Linked DNA regions of Zea mays: region 1 is linked to region 2. A link is a contact called in public Hi-C data. All regions are on one chromosome and are shown on one strand. The core of a region is the stretch at or near the end of the contact, and the rest is flanking DNA. Distances in the headings are between cores, read along the strand shown. Region 1 holds the start of LOC100381666. Region 2 holds the start of LOC103635349 (protein SUPPRESSOR OF PHYA-105 1).

Region 1 (3,495 bases), core at 689-3,188, 460 kb before region 2:
AAGCCGGAGGTACACTGCTGCTGCGTGACACGTCCGTCCCATGACGTGCCGACGGACGCCGAGCGAAACGAGGCCTCCCCTGCCACTGCGTGCGTGCATGTCGTGCGAGGCAGGGTGCATTTGCGGTTTTTTCGTGTGCAAGCGTGACAAGCTGACGAGTGACAGACGACGACGGACGCTGGAACCTGGCCCGCTCACGTCTGGAGTACTCTCCTATCCCATCGACGCCCCCACCCGTGTCCGTGTCACCAGCTGACCTACAAGGCTGAAAGCGACCGGAGCCAGGCAGCGATGGCCGTGCCGACTGGGTGACACGGGACAAACACTAGTATACTCATAGCGACGGACGGAGTATAACATATGCATGCATCCAGCGACAGGATGAAAGGAATGCTCCCACCCCCGCATGTGGCCCCCCATGCCGGCGCACGCACGCAACAGAACATGATGGCGCGCGCGGCGGCACAAGGATTTTCAAACACCCCGAAACGGCGGCAGCGACCATGCGCATGCGGCGCCCGCCCTCGCCCTCCCTCCTGCCTCGCGGGTCGTCCGCTACAGCCTGCCTGCACCTGCACAGCGAGCTCGCTGAAAGTACAGTACATGGTCATGGTACCAGCAGCCGCGCCGTGGCAGCGTCCGGGCGCCTCGATGCCCGCGCGAGCGACCGAGCGCCTGCCGCCTGCGCTGGACCGGACGCGTGGTGACGGGTGAGCAGGGAGCGCTTGGGAAGACATGCAGCAGGCATGGCGACCGAGGACAGGACGCGAGAGCGTGGACGGGCCGTCCGCCTGCGCCACCCGCCCACCCCTACGGCGCTCCGCAACCGGTGGTGCCGCTGCCGCGCGGCGGCGTAGGCCCTCCACGTCGCGGCGCGCTCATAGCGTAGGTCGCGCGTGCAGTGCGTGCCGTGTCCGTCCGGGAGCGGCGCCGCCGCCGGGGCCCGCGTCCGCGTCCTCGTCCGCCTCTGCCACTCAAACGGCGTAAGTAGTACATGACTACAGGAGTCGTCGGACGCGGCGGGGTCAGTGTCAGTCACGCGTGGAGCGTGGCGCGCTGGCGACGGGACTGCGCCACGCGTCCCTCCCCGGCCCACCTTGCAACGCAAGCCTTTGTTTAAACTTCACAATGTGTCAGTATGTCACTGCTGTCTGTCTGCTGCTGTCCTACTACTGCATTCGGTGATTCGGTCGACGAAACGCCGGAAAACGCTACAGGTTTGGCTTTGGCTTCGGCTTCTTAAAAATAATGATAAATCCAGAGCTTTTATTTATCCACAGAAAACGGCTTCGGCGTCACTATCTCTGTCTTGATTTTTAGTTTTGATAGAGCTTTTGATTGAACTGGTGGGAAAAAAAAACCGGAACCAAAACGTTACGTGCTGTTCTTCGTTGGTTCTGTTCCGTGGGTCAACAAGGACGTAACTAGCAGTAGAAGAATCCGCTTTCTTGCACGGAAAAAAAAAGGCAGTGGCCCTCGCGTCCTAACATTTGTCCCTGGGACACAGTCGCATCGCGCGGCGTGCCCCACGTCCTCCTTTCCTCGGCCCTCCTCCACGTAGCCCCCCGGGCGGGGCCCAACGCGCGACCCGGTGGTCCAGCCGCTCCGATCCTCCCCGTGCACGCGCCCCACCCAACGCCAGAGTCACTGCGCGCAGGGGCCCGCTCGCGCGAGCCACGCGCGCGGCGCGCCGCGGTCCATGCGCCGGGCGCACAGGATATTTTCGCCGCGGGAGCCCAGGCGGGCGCATCGGGCGCGCCCACGCCACGCGCCCCCGGCGATCTCGCCCGTCCACGTCCCCGCGGCGCTGGCGCGCGCCCAGCCGCTCGCGCGGGATCCGACGGCCTCCGCCGCGTCTCCCCGTCCTCCTCGGCCTGCGGTCGTTTTTAAACCCCGGCTCGACCCCACGCGTCGCCGGCCTCGTTTCTTCGCCGTCGCTTTGCGAGTGTGGACGGGACGGATACATGAGGGAGAACGGCGCCGCCAGGGACGAGGGCCCCGCCTTGTGCAAGGCCGCTGCGGCGGACGGGGGCGGGGATGTGGGCGCCGCCTCCGCCCGCCGCCGCCGCCGGCTCGGGCGTGCCACGGAGGGGCCTGCTCCGACGAAGAGAATCCGGTCGGGGTCGCAGAGGTCGCCGTACGACTCGTCTCTGGAGACGGCGACGGACGGCTGCTGCTGGCCGGCGCGCCTATCGCATGGCGCCGTGTCGGTGATCGGGCGGCGGAGGGAGATGGAGGACGCGTTCGCCGTCGCGCTCTCGTTCCTGGCCTCGGAGGCGGTGGGCGGCGAGCAGGAGCAGGAGCTGGACTTCTTCGCCGTGTACGATGGCCACGGCGGTGCAAGGGTGGCGGAGGCGTGCCGGGAGCGGATGCACGTGGTGCTGGCCGAGGAGGTCGGCCTGCGCCGCCGCCGCAGCGGCAGCGACGACCTGCGCTGGGAGGAGGCCATGGCGGCCAGCTTCGCCCGAGTGGACGGCGAGGTGACCGGCGGCTTGTCGTCCCCGCACCATGACGACGCCGGCAGCAGCTTGCCCTACCGCACCGTCGGGTCCACCGCCGTCGTCGCCGTCGTGGGCCGGCGCCGCATCGTCGTCGGCAACTGTGGCGACTCCCGCGCCGTGCTCTCACGCGGCGGCGTCGCGGTGCCTCTCTCCAGCGATCACAAGGTACGTACGTCGCACGGGAGGCGACTACGAATGCATAATAATAAATTAAAACACGGCTGCTGTCGTCTGGGTTATTGTTTAATCTGCAAGAGTGATCTGCGCCCGAGCAAGAAGCGTCATTCACCCATCAGATCTAATTTTCTAACCCCGCACGACACAGTACAGGATTTTAGCAGTCTCCCGAATGTTCCGTCAAGGCTCAACCACCACGACGACTTCCATCGTCGCGTATCGGTCAGTGTCACACTGTTTCAGTGCCCGTTGGCGAATTTCGCTGCCGGCCCGGCCCGGCCCGAGTTGGTCGCAGTTGTTGGGTGGTACCGTTCCATGCTCATGAGATGGGACGACACGTAGGTGATCTCCCTGGCCCTGGGGGAAGAAAAGCTGAAGCTGGCTGGTGAGTAGTGTGGTGCCGCAGCACTGCTGGTCCTCGACGCTAGTAGTAGGTTCCGTCGCCTTGCCCCATGGGTCGGGTCTCTCCTCTCCATCCCAGTGGACTGGTCGGTGTTGTTTCTGGCATAGTGTGCTCGGTTTGAGGAGCAGCGTGCGCCAACTATTCCGGCAGCTATAAATTGTAGGCGATGGGATTACTGCTACGAATGCTACCTTTCTAGCTGTGACCGATTAGGCCAGGTATATGTTCCCTTCTTTTTAGTTGCGACCTACATACCTGCTGGTTTAGGCTGTTCCGAAGGAGATGTTCTGTTTAATTAGCGCAAGAACACTCTAGTACGCAAGCTCTGGCTCTGCTGAGCGCCAGCATTCCTACCTCACTCTATATTTCAAAACCTCACTCTACAAAGCTGGCCTAACTAATGGTCGTTCTGAT
Region 2 (3,632 bases), core at 366-2,865:
CAATAATTACATATGGCATTTATCCGAGTTATATGCTTGTTTTATTCGGAATTAGAATATTTAATTTATTTAAATATAAAGGAAGCATGTCACTTGTTTCTCTAATATTACAACAGTGTTTGGTTAGAAATAATTGGAAAGAAGTTATCCACGTATCCGAACCATAATTAGGCTATTTTTCTTTTAGTGCTCTCAAAACTTTTCCTCTCGCCTTTCTCTCTTTCTCATTTTAGTGATATCTTGTTGTGTTTTAATTCTAGTCTACCACAACTTATTTGGACTAAAAGGCTATGATGATATTCACGTTTATCGTTCAACATATGATATACTTTAAGTATGATTTTGAAATTTCCATTTTAGTACTATTATTAATTTTGTTAGTGATATCGTCTAGCCTACTATATATTTTAAATATAGCTTTCAATTTTTAATTTTCGTATCAAACTTAATTTTAAAAAGTTAAACAGATTATATATTGCCTTTCCACGAGTGGGTGGTGGCTGGTTGCCCCGGCACCACAGACACAGAACCCGCACCGAGCTACAGGATTCCTGGCCGAAACATATGATATACTTTAAGTATGATTTTGAAATTTCCATTTTAGTACTATTATTAATTTTGTTAGTGATATCGTCTAGCCTACTATATATTTTAAATATAGCTTTCAATTTTTAATTTTCGTATCAAACTTAATTTTAAAAAGTTAAACGGATTATATATTGCCTTTCCACGAGTGGGTGGTGGCTGGTTGCCCCGGCACCACAGACACAGAACCCGCACCGAGCTACAGGATTCCTGGCCGAAACAAGCGGCCAGGGTTGCAACAGGCTGCCACGCGCGAAAGAAAGCAAAAAGCAGAGCTCGTTTCCCCACCCATGAGCGACTGCCGAGCCGACTACTCGACTTCCTCCTCGCCCTTCCTTCCACCGCTTCCCTCCCTTCCCTTCCATCCAGCACGCCACGCTCGCCCGCAAGTCGCAACTCGCAAGGGGTAGCGCAGAGGCGGGTCGGACGGAGAGAGAGAGAGAGAGAGAGAGAGAGAGAGAGAGAGAGAGAGAGAGAGAGAGAGAGAGAGAGAGAGAGAGAGAGAGAGAGAGAGAGAGAGAGAGAGAGAGAGAGAGAGAGAGAGAGAGAGAGAGAGAGAGAGAGAGAGAGAGAGAGAGAGAGAGAGAGAGAGAGAGAGAGAGAGAGAGAGAGAGAGAGAGAGAGAGAGAGAGAGAGAGAGAGAGAGAGAGAGAGAGAGAGAGAGAGAGAGAGAGAGAGAGAGAGAGAGAGAGAGAGAGAGAGAGAGAGAGAGAGAGAGAGAGAGAGAGAGAGAGAGAGAGAGAGAGAGAGAGAGAGAGAGAGAGAGAGAGAGAGAGAGAGAGAGAGAGAGAGAGAGAGAGAGAGAGAGAGAGAGAGAGAGAGAGAGAGAGAGAGAGAGAGAGAGAGAGAGAGAGAGAGAGAGAGAGAGAGAGAGAGAGAGAGAGAGAGAGAGAGAGAGAGAGAGAGAGAGAGAGAGAGAGAGAGAGAGAGAGAGAGAGAGAGAGAGAGAGAGAGAGAGAGAGAGAGAGAGAGAGAGAGAGAGAGAGAGAGAGAGAGAGAGAGAGAGAGAGAGAGAGAGAGAGAGAGAGAGAGAGAGAGAGAGAGAGAGAGAGAGAGAGAGAGAGAGAGAGAGAGAGAGAGAGAGAGAGCCTAGTCGACTTTCCGTTTCGGGAAATTCCCGTGCCGCTGCTCGCCGCGGCGAGTGTCGCCCTTTGGATCGGGCGAATCATCCTGACCCGCGCCCCGGAACCGCAGCCAATCGGTCGCGGGAGGGGGGGCTCGTGGCGGCGCTGCGCGCGAGGATGCGCCGCGCGGGCGGCTCGCTTCTGCTGGCCTGCTGCGCCCGCGCGCGCGCGCCCGCCGCGAGGTACGAGCGCATGACTCCCCGCCGCTGAACTGAATCGGTCCTGGGCTGGTTTTCGGCTTTTGCGCGACTGGGCCCGTGCGCCGTGACCTTATTGCGCGGGCGCCGCGCGGTTTGCGCAGGGTAGGTTTGGTGCGATGGAAGGGGCGGCGGCGGCGGAGGTGGGCGGCGGCGGCGAGGATGTGCAGATCAAGGGCGCCAAGGAGAGTGGGCAGCCCGCGGCGGCGGCGCAGCAGCCGCCGCCGCTGCCGTCCGGCAGCGAGGCGCTGGAGATGCCGGCCACGCCGCTTCCGCGGGACATGGACTGGTCCGAGCACTTCTCCTTCTTCACCTCGCCGGGCGGGTTCGCGGGCAGCTCGGACGGCGCGAGGGGCCTCGCCAGCGTCGGCCTGTCCAACTCCGAGTCCAGGCCGGACAGCGTGACGCAGCGCGGCGTGGACCACGGCGCGGAAGAGAGGGTGGAGGAGCTCACATTGAAGAACTGCATTAGCGCTGATGCTGCCCAGCCCGAAGCCTCTGCTGGTGGGAGCACGAGCGGTGGGGATAGGCCTGCTGTTATTAAGGGCCTGTGGGGTAACTTCACACGGATGGCCCGGAGAACCAGCTATTTGGCCAGCAGGGAAAACGCCGCACTGAGCTATGGCGACATTGCAAGCTCGAGGGCTGGTGATGCTTCTAGCAGGGAAAATCTGGCGACGAGCCTTGCCAACAATATCATCTCAAGGAACAACGATGTGTCTGGCAATGAGGCACCTACGAGTCGTGTCGGATATGTGAATAATGAGTTCAAGACGCCATTTCACAGCCAGCAGATTCTCTTGTCCCCTTGGTCTAATCAGGACAACGCTCTTAAAGTAAGCAGCTTCTCGAATAGGATTCTTGATCAGATGAGAAGTAAGACTGTGGCACCCCCATCTGGGGTTCTAGGGTCACCGCTTAAAAGCAAATCAAAAGGTAAAGGGGTTGCATACCAACGTGCACGGGAGGAGATCCGAGTGCAAGCTAATGCAAGACCCAGAGACCCTCTGGACAAGATCCCGACAATTCCTACCTCAATTCATGATTCTGTGGCCAGAGTGGACATGCTTTTCAGTACTAGTGGAGATGTTTCAAAATCCCACTCTGAGGGAACTAGCCTGAGGGAACTGATTAAGCCTGGGCGGCAAACGATGTCCAAGTTTGAGAAATTGCATTTGTTTAAGCAGATCCTTGATCTTGTGGATAACTGTCATGCACAGGGTTTTACTTTACAACATTTGCGACCATCATATTTTACGATCCTATCTTCAAATCAAGTTAAATATATCGGTTCTTATACCACACAAGATTTGCCAACATCAATCAAACAAGAGTTTGCTAGAGAAGATCTTGTGAGTAGAAAAAGAGCTTTTGGCCATAGAATTGATTACCAAGACTCTAATGGCCATGGAAATTTGATGCTGAAGCATCAAAAGGTTGGTGAGCAAGGCTTAGTTGCTGTCAGGCGGCTGGCAAATACATTTTTGACTGACAAAATACGCGACAATCAAATTGAAGATAACGATCCAGGTATTTCAAGGCAAGAAAATTTTAGTTACACTACCAGAGAACATTTTAAGTTCGTCGAATCATATGGCAGCAATATGTCCAGTGCTCAGCATGTATCTAGTTCTGGAACCCAACAACCAGCATTTGAATTGAGGAATATTGAGGAAAGCTGGTACAAAAGCCCAGAGGAGCTCAGTCAATTTAAAGGCACACCCCC

The links. Hi-C and Micro-C count contacts between places; a contact is called where the count stands out from the background.
Region 1: a contact with region 2 is called in a Hi-C map of leaf, with 3 times the contacts expected there. The contact joins the promoter of LOC100381666 here to the promoter of LOC103635349 in region 2. A contact is called at or near these places in 7 of 25 Hi-C or Micro-C datasets (bundle sheath, ear, leaf and 3 more).

What each region holds. Positions count from the first base shown.
Region 1 is chr8:73,967,274-73,970,768 of Zm-B73-REFERENCE-NAM-5.0, reverse strand. LOC100381666 reads left to right here and starts at 1,938. Exons shown (of 3, transcript NM_001174481.1): 1 at 1,938-2,666. The coding sequence starts at 1,965.
Region 2 is chr8:73,511,440-73,515,071 of Zm-B73-REFERENCE-NAM-5.0, reverse strand. It overlaps LOC103635349 (protein SUPPRESSOR OF PHYA-105 1), which reads left to right and starts at 1,615. Exons shown (of 7, transcript XM_008657827.3): 1 at 1,615-3,632. The coding sequence starts at 2,026.